Regions from separate parts of the Rattus norvegicus genome. Here region 1 is linked to region 2. Evidence: chromatin contacts called from public Hi-C data. All regions are on one chromosome and are shown on one strand. The core of a region is the stretch at or near the end of the contact, and the rest is flanking DNA. Distances in the headings are between cores, read along the strand shown.

Region 1 (6,092 bases), core at 1,834-4,333, 170 kb before region 2:
ATGGCTGAGAAGTTAATACCCAAACCAAGGCAGCTGTCCCCAAACTGACAGCCAAAAGTGAAAGTTGAGAGGCCGCCACACCTTCCGGAGTGAGGGATGTGGGGCCGGTGAACACCCTGGTTCTAGAGTAGACTTCAGAGGCCTCTGAATGGACCTGCTTCTAGCGTAGAGAGATGTGCGGTAGACTCAAGGACAGAGGTTATCCCCACTGTTGTCAAGTCAGTGAGAGATGGCCGCCTCTCTCCGTGCTCCCACAGAGCGCCCCTGCCCCTTCCTTCTGCCTCTCCCCAGTTCTCCTCAAGAAAGGAAACGTTTCCTGAGGGCCAGGCCCCATCATCAGCCTGAATGCAGTTCCAGTTGGGGCTGTGGATGGCTATGACAAGTCGTCGGGCCGCTCCTCTAGGATGGGAGAGAAAGGCAGGGAGAAAGGTCACAGGAACAGAGAAGGTGACCCTGCCGGCTGACAGCGGCCGGCAAGCCGCTCCTTTGTTCTCCGTCAGTAACAGAAACCTTTCCTCCCTTCTGCTGTTCTGCTTTCCACTCTTAAGAGACCACATATTTTACTAAAAGCAAATAAAAAGATTTCCCTCAGGGAAACAACTTGGAAAGAAGGGAGAATTTTCCTTGGTAAAAGGCAAGCGAGTGAGCGCTTTGGTAATCCCCCTACTTCACCTGATGGTCCAGCACCCACACCCCCACACCCCAGCCTTGCTTTCTCAGAAGCATGAGGTCACTGGGCTCCTCTGGAGACACAAGCCCAGGAGGCTTGCAAGAGGTGGGAAGAGAGTGAAGACAGGCTGTCTGACCTTCACATACACTCTCGGAGCCTGTGGGGTGGGACCCTTGAAGGCAGCAGTACACATCTGAGGCCGCTCTGAGTAGAGGATGGAAAGACCAGGTTGTCCCAGAAATCCCTGTGCTAGGAACTCAGTGGACCCGGAGGAACACCTGCATCCTGCTGTGTTTGCGGTGACAGGATTGCCCGGAAACAGCCCTAACCCTTGTCAGGCCCCTTCAGATTTGCACAAACCCCTCTAAGAACTTGTGTTTGGTGGGAAGCTCAGACAGAGGTCATGGCATCCTGGAGTAAGGGGCTAGGATGAGACACATGGTACAGGCTGGGACAGGACCCTGTGGGGTGTTTGAGAGCTAGGACCAACCACTTGATTTGCTCCGCCACTAGTAACAGTAGTCGCTGTTACCAGCCTGACCCCTAAGTGCCTCTCAGTCCGTTCCTGTTTCCTGTAACACAGCACCATGGTCTGCGTAACTTAGGAACAATAGAAATCTATTTCTCACCACTCTGGAAGAGAAACAACTCCCACACTAGTTCGCCCGAGTCCATTTTGAAGGCATTAAATCCGTTCACTAGGGTGGAGCCTTCATGGCTAGCCCTAACTCTTGGCTAGCCAGTTATCTCTCAACTGCCCCACCCTCCAATACCGTCACCCTAAGGCTCAAGTTCAAACGTAGGGATACTGGAGGGACACACATATTCAAAAGATAGCGTCGTGGAGAGCAGAGGGAGAGGACTCTGCTCCCCTCACCCCACCTGTACAGGCCAAGTGTCCTTGTCATTGTGCCCCGGTGTCTAGCCATAGCCCTAACTTCTCCAAGCCCGACAAGGTCCAACCTATGATAACCTAGACAAGAGTCTGAAGGCTTGGCACTCTAATGGCTCTGAGTATGGAGGTGGGATGGGGGATGGGACATGAGAGAGAGGTGAGACATTCACACAAAAACATAACTCCAAGCGCTTACCTAGGAAGCGCAAGGCCCTGGGTTCGGTCCCCAGCTCCGAAAAAAAGAACCAAAAAAAAAAAATAAATAAATAAAAAAAATAAAAACATAACTCCAATTTCCCCAAGAAAAAGGAAAAACCGAGCCTGTTCCCTGACGATGATGTTTCTCTAAGCTTGTAGCCACAAACGCCGGTTACCCTCCTCCACAGGATGCATGGGGCTACAAAGACTTTAACACAATTGTCAGGCAGTCTCCAAGCCTGGAATCAGCGCCCTGAGAGGAACAAGGCTGGCCCAAGTGCAGTCAGCGTCAGTGTGCCGCGGCCTTCAGGATGCTGGTATTGAATATTAAAAAGGCTCAGCCATGACTGTGTGACCACAAGCGCTGGGCAAGAAGGTGATGCCACTGACCATGGTCGTTCCCAAGGGAAACCTGCCAGAGTGCGTGTGGGTGTGTAGATCCTAACGAGGTTACAGACGGGAAAACAGCCCTTGCTTCCTCCAGGGGAGGAATACATAGAAGGGATCACGGAAGGGGAAGCTGGGCCAACCATGCAAACACGCCACCCTGGCTTCAAACACATTTCTCTCGTATAACTGGACATCTCCAAATATTTACAGAAATAACATAACCCCCAGCAATGTTAATCCCCCTAAACTGCTGTGCCTCAGAAGTCCTAACCTCAGCTCTATGCTGGCCTGCTACCTAAGGCCTGACCTGATGCACTCTTGGGCCTATCTCCAGCTGCAGGGTGATCCCCAGGATAAAAGAAAGCACCACACGCACATCCCCCCACCCCCTGAAGCCCACACAGGTCTTCTTTCCCATTCTGCCTTTCTTATCTGCTTTATATAGCAGTCCCACCCCTCTAAATTTGTGTCCCTTGCCACACCATCATTCTGCAATTGCCCCAAGCTCCTATCATTCTATCAACAGTCCCTTGTCCTCCCCCTGCAACTCCTCCCCGACACACACACATCAGCCCGGACTCAGATCCTCCCTAATCTAAGACATTCCCAGGCCACAAAGTTGCCCTTTCTGCTGGAAGTGCCGAACCTTTAAGTTCATAGGTTCAACAAGCTGCTGGGGACGTCAGGAAGCAGGGGCCGACCGACCCCCTGCGGTTCTCTAGACAGAGCAAGGAGCGGGCTCATCCAAAGAGCCGCAGCAATGAGGGGAGGTTGCTTAAGCAGGCTGTGGAGCCTGAGGGTCTGGCAGAGTTGCCAAAGGGGGCTGGGGCCTGGCCCACTCCGAATCCCAGGCCTGCTGCTCCCAGCTGTGTGACCTTCAGCTCTTGCTCAACTGCTCTGAATCTCAGATTTCTCAATTGCAAAACAGGGGAGATTTGGGTAAACACTTAGCACGGAGCCAGAATGTTGAGCGAGGTGGCAGGGAGCTCCCACTCCGCAGCCAGACGGCCTGGTTCATGTCTCGGCTCCCTCACGGTGCCTCAGTTTCCAAACCTGCATAATGGAGTTATTAGCAGTGTCTACCTCCCAGGGTTGAGGTAAGGAAGCAATTCATCTACAAAAGTGAAATGCTTAGAAATACCCAGGCAAGTGATATCGTCTTTTGGGAGATAGTTGAGAAATTAAAACATTGCAGGGCTGGAGAGGTGGCTCAATGGTTAGAGCACTGGCTACTCCTTCAGAGGACCTAGGTTCAGTTTCCAGAATCCACATGGCAGCCATTAACTGTTTGCAATTCTAGTCCCAGATAATCTGACACCCTCATCTGACACCTCATGGGGTACATGCATACACGCAGGCGAGACACTCATACACATAAAATGAAAATAAATCTTTTGTTCTGTTCTCATTTTTTGAGACAGGGTTTCTCTGTGTAGACCTAGCTGTCCTGGAACTGAGTGAGTTCTAAACCAGGCTGGCCTCGAACTCAGAGATCCGTCTGCCTCTATCTCCCAAACCCTGGGTACAACACCACCCACCGGCATAAATAAATATTTATTTTTAAAGACTTATTTATTATATATGAGTACACTGTTGCTGTCTTCAGACACACCAGAAGAGGGCATCAGATCCCATTACAGATGGTTGTGAGCCACCATGTGGTTGCTGGGAATTGAACTCAGGGCCTCCAGAAGAGCAGTCAGGGCTCTTAACTGCTGAGCCATCTCTCCAGCCCCTAAATATTTTTTTAAAAAATAAAATACAATGTTTCTTTAAAGAGAGAGTGAAGGCAAAAGAGATGGTTCAGTGGGTAGCGTTTGTTGTACATGAGGCCCTGAGTCCAGACTCAGTCAAAGGCCAGACTTGGTGCTGAGGAAGACAGAGAAAGGGAGATTCTAGAGCCTTTGGCCAACCAACTCTAACAAAATAGAAGCTTTGGGTTCGATGACGAGACTCCATCTCAATAAATAACAAGAAATAAAAGGGTAAATAAGTAAATGGTGGAGAATAGAGGCAGACACCCCAGTGTTTATCTCTGCCCTCCACCTGCTCGCGCACACACACAAAGGAAACTCTTGCTAAATTCAAGGTCACACTTTCACTTCCTCCGCCCTGTGTCCATTCACACAATCCACAACCAACCCCATGAGACACTGGCCTTCCCACACGGTGGCCAGGTGAGACGTCTGAGGCTCACGGAGAAGGAAATACATCGTCTGAGGTCTCTAAGGGCTCCTTGATACTCAGAACATCTGCTTGAACCTTAACCACATACCCTGGAGGTCAAGTTTCTCTAGACTGAGTCCCTGGGGATTCTGTGTTTCTCTCTCTCTCTCTCTCTCTCTCTCTCTCTCTCTCTCTCTCTCTCTCTCTCTCTCAACCTGTTGGCTTTGGAAGAACAAACACTCCCACCCCCCACCCCCACAGGAATCCAGCTGGCCTACCCATCAGGCTTCCCAGCCATCCATCAGGCTTCCCAGCCAGGGACATAGATGAGGGAACTGTCAACAGAAGCTCCAGCTAGAACTTCTGTGACCCTGAGGTCTGAGAGCATGCACATGGCCTACAGGTTCCTTCTCCTTCTGATTTGTATGTGACCTGGTCACATTTCCCTGCTGATGTTAGGTTTGCCGGCTGTCACGTGCTCTTTGAAAATAGTTATTCCCAGTGGGGCTTGGTGGCACATGCCTTTAATCCCCGCACTGGGGAGCCAGAGGCACGTGGATCTCTGTGAGTTCAAGGCCAGCCTGGTGTACATAGGAAGTTCCAGGACGCCCAGGAAAAAAAAAGAAAGGCAGAAGCAAATGGCTATTACCCTATTTTGTCTACTGTCCACTGATCCCATGAGGTTCCCTGACCAGGCTGTTGTGGCATTGTGTCACCCCACACACATAGTTGAACCCCAAGTTCTCGTCTCCCAGCATGACCTACGGGTAGTAGGCCTTGAGGTCAGATACCTACATCCTCTATCAAGAGAGCAGGTGAGGAGATTTCTCAATCCATTTCACGGCTTCCCTAGGACAGTGTGCTTTATGTTTGCTCTAAATAAATACCTTCCATCGTGACGTTTAGCAGATGCTGCACATGAAACGCACCAAACCCTTCCCCTAAGTTTCAAAGCAGCTGGGAATTCCAGCGTGCTAATCTTGGATGCTTCGTGCAACTTCAGTCCAGTGACAGTCACAGTTAATCTCTCGAAAAGGCAGAGGTGCCTTCTTCGAGCCCCGAGGGTGTTTTCAGCAGCCTGGCTGGCTCCAGACCTGTGATTAAGTCTGGCAGTGGAGAATCACCCAAGTGGCAGCCATTTTTGCCTCCTGCCCGACAGCTCTCACAGGACTGGAGGATACGCCATCTTGTTGGAGCTATCACCTTAGTCTACCACCTACCCTGGCTCTGCTGGGTATGCCCCTGGCAACCTCTGGACTCGGAGAATGAAAGCAATGAGAACTTGTGCCTGCTCTACCCACAGCCTCTCTCCATCGCCCCAGCAGAGCCAACCCTGAGCAGACCAGGAACTGGGAGAGCTTCAGAGCAGTTTAGTATTAAACACGTCAGAGCAGGGGGATAACAGGAGTCACGAGGGTTGGGGAGGAAGGGGAGGTTTTGAGGAAGGGAGGAGATGGGCTGACATTTGCTTAGTGTCCATTCTAGAGATCCTCCTGACACTGGATTGTTCATGCAAGTGAGGAAACCAAGGGTTAGAGAGGGCTGGTATAACCGACTCATCCTGACACAGCCTGTAGCTGTGTTAAGATTGTATTCCCTACTTCGTTTATACTATGTATTGAAACCTTACCTTATTGAATTATCTCAGCAATCCTACTGAAGGCCCTTTTACAGGTGGGAAAGTAAAGCCCAGAGAGGGAAAGTGCCAAAGCCATAAGACAATAAAACTACTAAAGGATGTCAGTCAGTGCTGGCTGGCCTCCACAGACCAAG
Region 2 (5,520 bases), core at 1,632-4,131:
CTGCCAGGAGAGAGCAGTCCATCTCAGGGTCCAGGCCTCTGTCCACAGAGTCACTGCCTTCTCCCTCCTGTCCCCCCTGGAAGGTCCCCAGTTCTGTCCGGAAGGACAAGCAGGGCTGGGCTGATAGGTCACATGGCCAGTAGGAAGGCAGAGAAAGCCAGGGCAGGGGTGAGGGCTGTCCATGTGTCGAGGTGGTCATGGGGATTGAGTGGCTGGGCTGCTTCTGTGGGAGCTGGGACTGAGGCTGGGGCTACAGCTACCCGGAGGAGGGGCCAGGCCACCCCCATCTCGTGTTCCGCCCCCCGACTGTCCGCTTAGAGTGTCCAAGCCCTCAGAGTTCTCCAACATTTCCTGGATAAGTGGTGGCATGGAACCAGGGATCTCCATCTTCAATGTGATCACCCGTTCAGCTCCTGTGGGGGAGGAGGGGGAGGTCAGAGAGCCAGACCAGAAGGGGAGGGTCACGGGGCGAGGGGACCAGTACCACCCACGTGGGCATCTACCGCACATTGCACCTGGGGGCTCAGTTACTTGACATAGGCCAGCTCTCCTGAGCCCCCAGTGTGGAGACTGGGTGAAACATTGTGAATTCAGGCTTCTTGTTTAGGTTTGGCCCCAATGCCCCGTGTCAAGGGTTATCCAGCAGACGCTTCCAAACATTATCATCCCCCCACCGACACACACACACACAGGAAACAGGCTCAGAGCTGGCAAACGCCCTTTCCACAGACTACACCCACACAGCTTATTATAGAGGCTTGTCTTAAAGTGGAAAAGTGACAACTAGAGAGCCACGGCTTAAGACAGATGGGGACATGCCGATTAGGAAGACACCGTGTAGACACCAAGACATGAGGGACCAGCTTGACTGTGGACAGCAGGTCCCAGGCCAGTCCTGGGTGGGCCTCCCTCTAGGTCCATAGTTCTCAGCCTTCCTAATGCTGCAACCCTTTTAATACACAAGTTCCTCCGGCGGCGGCGACCCCAACCATAAAATCATTCCATTGCTACTTCAAATCTGTTACTGTTATGAGCCCTCATGTGAATGTCTGACATGAGACTCGCTGTGAGTCATGTAACCCCCGAGGGTTCGTGACCCCCCCACCCATGCTAGAAACCACTGCCCTAGGTGAAGGCCACCAGGAGACTCACCCTTGGCGCTGATACTCCGAAGGTCCGTGATCTTCATCAGCATCTTGGGGAACATGTGGGGTCGGCTGGGCCTCCGTTTCCGGACATAGACTTTCAGTGCTTCCAACAGCGGCTCCTGCAGCATGTCCACCTTGTCTGGCTGCTCCAGGTCCTGTCGGTCTGAGCACAAAACTGTCCCTGAGCAAGAGCCCCAGCCCCAGTCCCAGCCCCAGCCAACTCCACCGACCAGGAATACAGTTGCATTCCCAGATATGGCCACTTGGGGGCGGTGTGCCCAAGCCACAGAGGGCAGAAGGCTGCTCCCACACACCTGGCCAGGAAGGGTCTCTGGGCTCGTAGGCAAGAGATATACTTTATACTCTAAAACAAGAGTGGGGTGTGGGCTTCTCAAAGCTCTCCGTAGCAGCTGTGTTGGTGGATATGGAAACCCCTGCCCCAATGCGGGCGGCTCCCCTCACAGAAAGCAGGGGATTCCCAGCAGGTCTCCCCTGCCACCATCATCACTACAGCAGGGTGACGCCTCCTGAGAGCCACCTGCGCCTCACCCACCTCCACAGATGAGGCAGATGGCACTGAGCAGTCCGGTCTCAGCATCGTCCATCTCCAGGGGCAGCAGCTGGTTGGCGAAGGCAAAGACCAAGTCGGTGAGGGGGCCAAAGCCAGCGTTGTGCATCTGAGTCCGGTTCAGGGTCAGTCCATCTGAGAAGGTCATTGTGTCTTGCTCAGGTGTGTACCGCGTGCAGATTCGCAGAATCTGGGTGCAGAGGATGTATACGGGTTCAGAGGCTGGAGCGCCCCCAAGTCCTGCCCCAGCCCCTGGCACACCAGCTCCAGCATCCCCCGGAGGCCTCTCTCTCCCTGGCAAGCAGCCAGAGAGCATGGCTGTCTGACAAGAATTTTCTCCAGTGATGGAAAGGTTCTGTCTGCAGCATCCGAGACGGTAGCCACCGGCCCCATGTGGCTGCTGAACACTCGAGATGTGGCTAATGCAACCGGGAGACTGAACTGAGTCTGATTGTAATTAAATTTAAATAGACGCGCATGCGTATCCAGGAGATTGCTCTGGCCAGCAGATCTAGGCCATGCTGCCTTCGTATAGAGAAATCAGGAGGGAAAGGAGTTTCCAGCCAGCAAGAAACAAGGCAGATCTGTTCCTAGGACCATCCCATTCAGCTTCAACACTTTGTGCCAATGGCGCCTCCCACATCTGTGCACTGGGGACCGGGCACATGACACCCTCCCCTTCCCAGCAGACCTGTCCGTGCCTCTAGTTCTCTACCTACGATGTGTCTGGAAGACATTACCGGGAGTCCTACTCTTAGCCTTCACTCGGACAATTCTTACTACATCCGGCATCCACAACTCAGGCTACCAAACGCTCCAGCACTGTGTCCCAGCAGCAGGCCCCTCTACTTCCTGCTCCCAGGAATGGCCACCTTCCCGTGATACAGCTAGGTGGACAGGAGCCCACAGTGGACTCCGGGAAAGCATCAGAAAGTGACTGCCTGGCTGGGAACAGACCCTACAGGGGCAGGGACCCGGGGTTGAAGAACAGGGGCGGACTCTCACCAGGATGTCCAGGCAGGCAGCCTTGAGAAGGGTAATCTGGTCGGCAATGGTGAGGGTGGTGAAGCCGGGAAGCTGCTTGGCGAACTCCACAGTCTTAATGATACACTTGGTGGAGAGTTCACTGAACTTGTCCCAGAGGTCAATGTCCAGAGAGACACGTTGTTCTGAGCTGTTGTTCTGGGGGAGGCAGGGAGAGTAAGGGCCTCAGCTACGACACCCGCTTCAGCCTGGCCCCTGCCTGCCCTCCACCCAGCCTACACTTCCTGACAGTGTAGGACACAGAGGGAGGATAGCAGAGGAGGGCCTGGGCTGGCATACCGTAGTGTACTTGCCCAGCTGGCAGAGGGCCGGGAAGGTCTCCTGGTGTGCTTTGCGCACCTTCTCGATGAGTTCCCCCACCTCCGGTGTCAGCGTGTAGCTCTCTGAGCACTCGGGCTTGGGTGTTTCTTTCTTCTTTTTGTTTCGGTCGTTTCGCACCGCTGGGGGGAGGGTGGCATGGGTGGGTTAGAGTGAATGCTTCCGGTTCGGGGTCAGGCCCAGCCTATGCTATCCATCAGCCAGATGGACACACAGATACACACACACACACACACACACACACACACACACAGACACACACAGAGACAGACATATACACAAAACAGTGCACCACACTAACCCTCCATGTCTATCTGAATCATGTCCTCAATCCTATTCTAGGCCCCATGACTGGCCAAGGCCATACATGTGCACACATGCCCTTGGTCAGTGTGTGGTACTCTGTCAGGCATCCAACGGAGCTCACACTCTAAGAACATGTGCCCAGGTTGGCAGTCATGCAAACTGAGCCCTGCTCTGCGCCTGCTAGAAATCCTTGGAGTCTCAGCGCTCCTGGCAGCAGTCTCCCTGGGGGATCCCTAAGACTGGCTCAGAGCAGCTCCCTGGGCGGACAGGGAATAAGGCTCCCCAACCCAAGAATGGGGGCCCCTGGCAGAGGAATCTCTTGGCCCATTAGCTGGGGAGCTGACAAATCACCGGGGGGCGCTGAGCCGCACACACCACTCGGCTTTAAAGAAGCGATGGGGTCGTTACCAGCCGATTATCCCAGACACACAATCACTCACAGGGCCTCTGTGGCGGCTGCTGACGCGGGAGGAAGGAAGGATGGGGGTGGGGGGGGTCCGGGGAGGGGGCTGGGGTGGGGGGGAGCTGGCATAATTTGGAGATCACTCATGTCGATTCTGCAAATTCAATAAAGTGCAGGGGAGAGAAGGGAGAGGGAGAGGCAGAGTGGGGGGATAATTTGGGAAGAGAAAATTGCAGCTGTGACAAGACGTTTATCATTCGGAAGCTTTAATTCTATTGAAATGGCAGCTGCTCAGCTCCGGGGCACAGAGCAGCCGGGAGAGGGAAAGGAGGGAGAGAAAGGGGGAGTTGTTGTGGGAAGGAGAGGGGGTCCCCACCCTCGTGTCCTGTCCTTCTACAGTTCAAAGGAGGAAGGTGGAGCAAAGGGAGAAGGAAGTGACGGCCCTTTTACCAAAAGGTTCAGTTCTGCACGTCCCAAGTTGTCATAGACTCTGCAGAGGACGGGCACTACTTCCTGAGCGAGTGCAAGACCAGCACTCCCAGTCTCTGGTGACGGAAGGCAGCAGGATATCCAGCCCCCGATTCTTGGCTGGGGCTGCTGGTGCATTAGTCAGAACCATCTTTCTCTGCACCCCTCCCCACAAAGGGCTGGAGGGGGTCTTGCAGCCCCCTCCCCCACCTCATCCCCCAAGGCTCAGGCTCCATGGCAACGGCCACGCAGACAAGGAGGCGTCTGTCAGCGTCATTTATCTCTGACATCATCAATCACTGGTCACCACGGCAACACCCATGATTCAACACAAGAGGGTCTCCCTGTCCAGCCCTCCCTCTGTCCCTCCCTCTGTCAGGGCCTCAGCTGAGTCCAAACTGGAAACCCCTTTTCCTCTGGGATCTGAGAAGCCCAATTCTCTTCTAACTCTGGGTTCCAGGCTTATCCAGACAATGGCTTCAGGGGTCCTATGTCAGCCCCCCTATACATACAAACCAACTTCACACCCTCTGGAGTTCAGGCCCCTCCCCTAAGATACAGGAGAGACTGGGATAAGCTACCGAGCCACACCCCAAAGGCAAGCGAAACCCAGAAGAAAGCTATCCTGGGGGCAGGCACCCCATGCACAAGCACATAAGCACCGTGCTAATGGGATGGCTCTGTGCATTCTGGGGCTTGAACACCAAATGACACACGCACGCATGCACGCACGCACGGACACACAGTCCGCCAGACTCACAGGTTTGCGGCGTTACTTACAAAGCATCCTCAACTAGAAGCTTGCCCGCCCATCACGGCACACACGTTCCCACATGTACACACAGGCACACACACGGTGCCCCTGCACGCCCCACCTTGGGTGGGGCTTGGCCCCTGGCCCTTCGACACTCACACTCCTTGGACATGCCCACTTCGAAGCATTTCTGCAGCCGGCAGTACTGGCAGCGGTTCCGGGTCACCTTGTTGATGATGCAGTTCTTGTCCCGGTGACACGTATACACCATGTTCTTTTGGATACTGCGTCGGAAGAAGCCCTGGGTACGGGAGAAGGAGTCGGGTCATCCACACCCATAGTGGGAGCAGCCTGGTTGCTACCCTAAGCTTTTGCTATGGCCTATGTAAGAGATGGGGGGAGATGACTCTCCTGTAAGGATTCTCTTTGGGAGAGTCCAGGCCTATCGCTATCCCACAGGCTGGCCTGGAGTCTTCCCCAACCTATATCCCTGTACCTGATTTCTCTTTCA

What was found. A called contact is a pair of places that touch in the nucleus more often than the background predicts.
Region 1: a Hi-C map of liver shows a contact between it and region 2, with 3 times the contacts expected there. The contact joins two enhancer-like sites. A contact is called at or near these places in 7 of 12 Hi-C or Micro-C datasets (the A7r5 cell line, Schwann cells, frontal cortex and 4 more).

What each region holds. Positions count from the first base shown.
Region 1 is chr10:84,588,107-84,594,198 of GRCr8, reverse strand. No RefSeq gene overlaps it. Among named protein-coding and RNA genes, the nearest start is that of Ccr7, 13 kb to the left of the region's middle. Within about 2 kb of position 3,083, at least 5 of the 93 cell types and tissues checked have an H3K27ac peak or open chromatin away from gene starts, as enhancers often do. A contact at or near this core is called in liver, where this site is marked.
Region 2 is chr10:84,418,537-84,424,056 of GRCr8, reverse strand. Rara (retinoic acid receptor, alpha) reads right to left here. Exons shown (of 8, transcript NM_031528.2): 3 at 5,169-5,310; 4 at 3,040-3,200; 5 at 2,722-2,898; 6 at 1,702-1,906; 7 at 1,153-1,311; 8 at 1-413. The coding sequence ends at 196. Among named protein-coding and RNA genes, the nearest start is that of Rara, 9.8 kb to the right of the region's middle. Within about 2 kb of position 2,881, at least 7 of the 93 cell types and tissues checked have an H3K27ac peak or open chromatin away from gene starts, as enhancers often do. A contact at or near this core is called in liver, where this site is marked.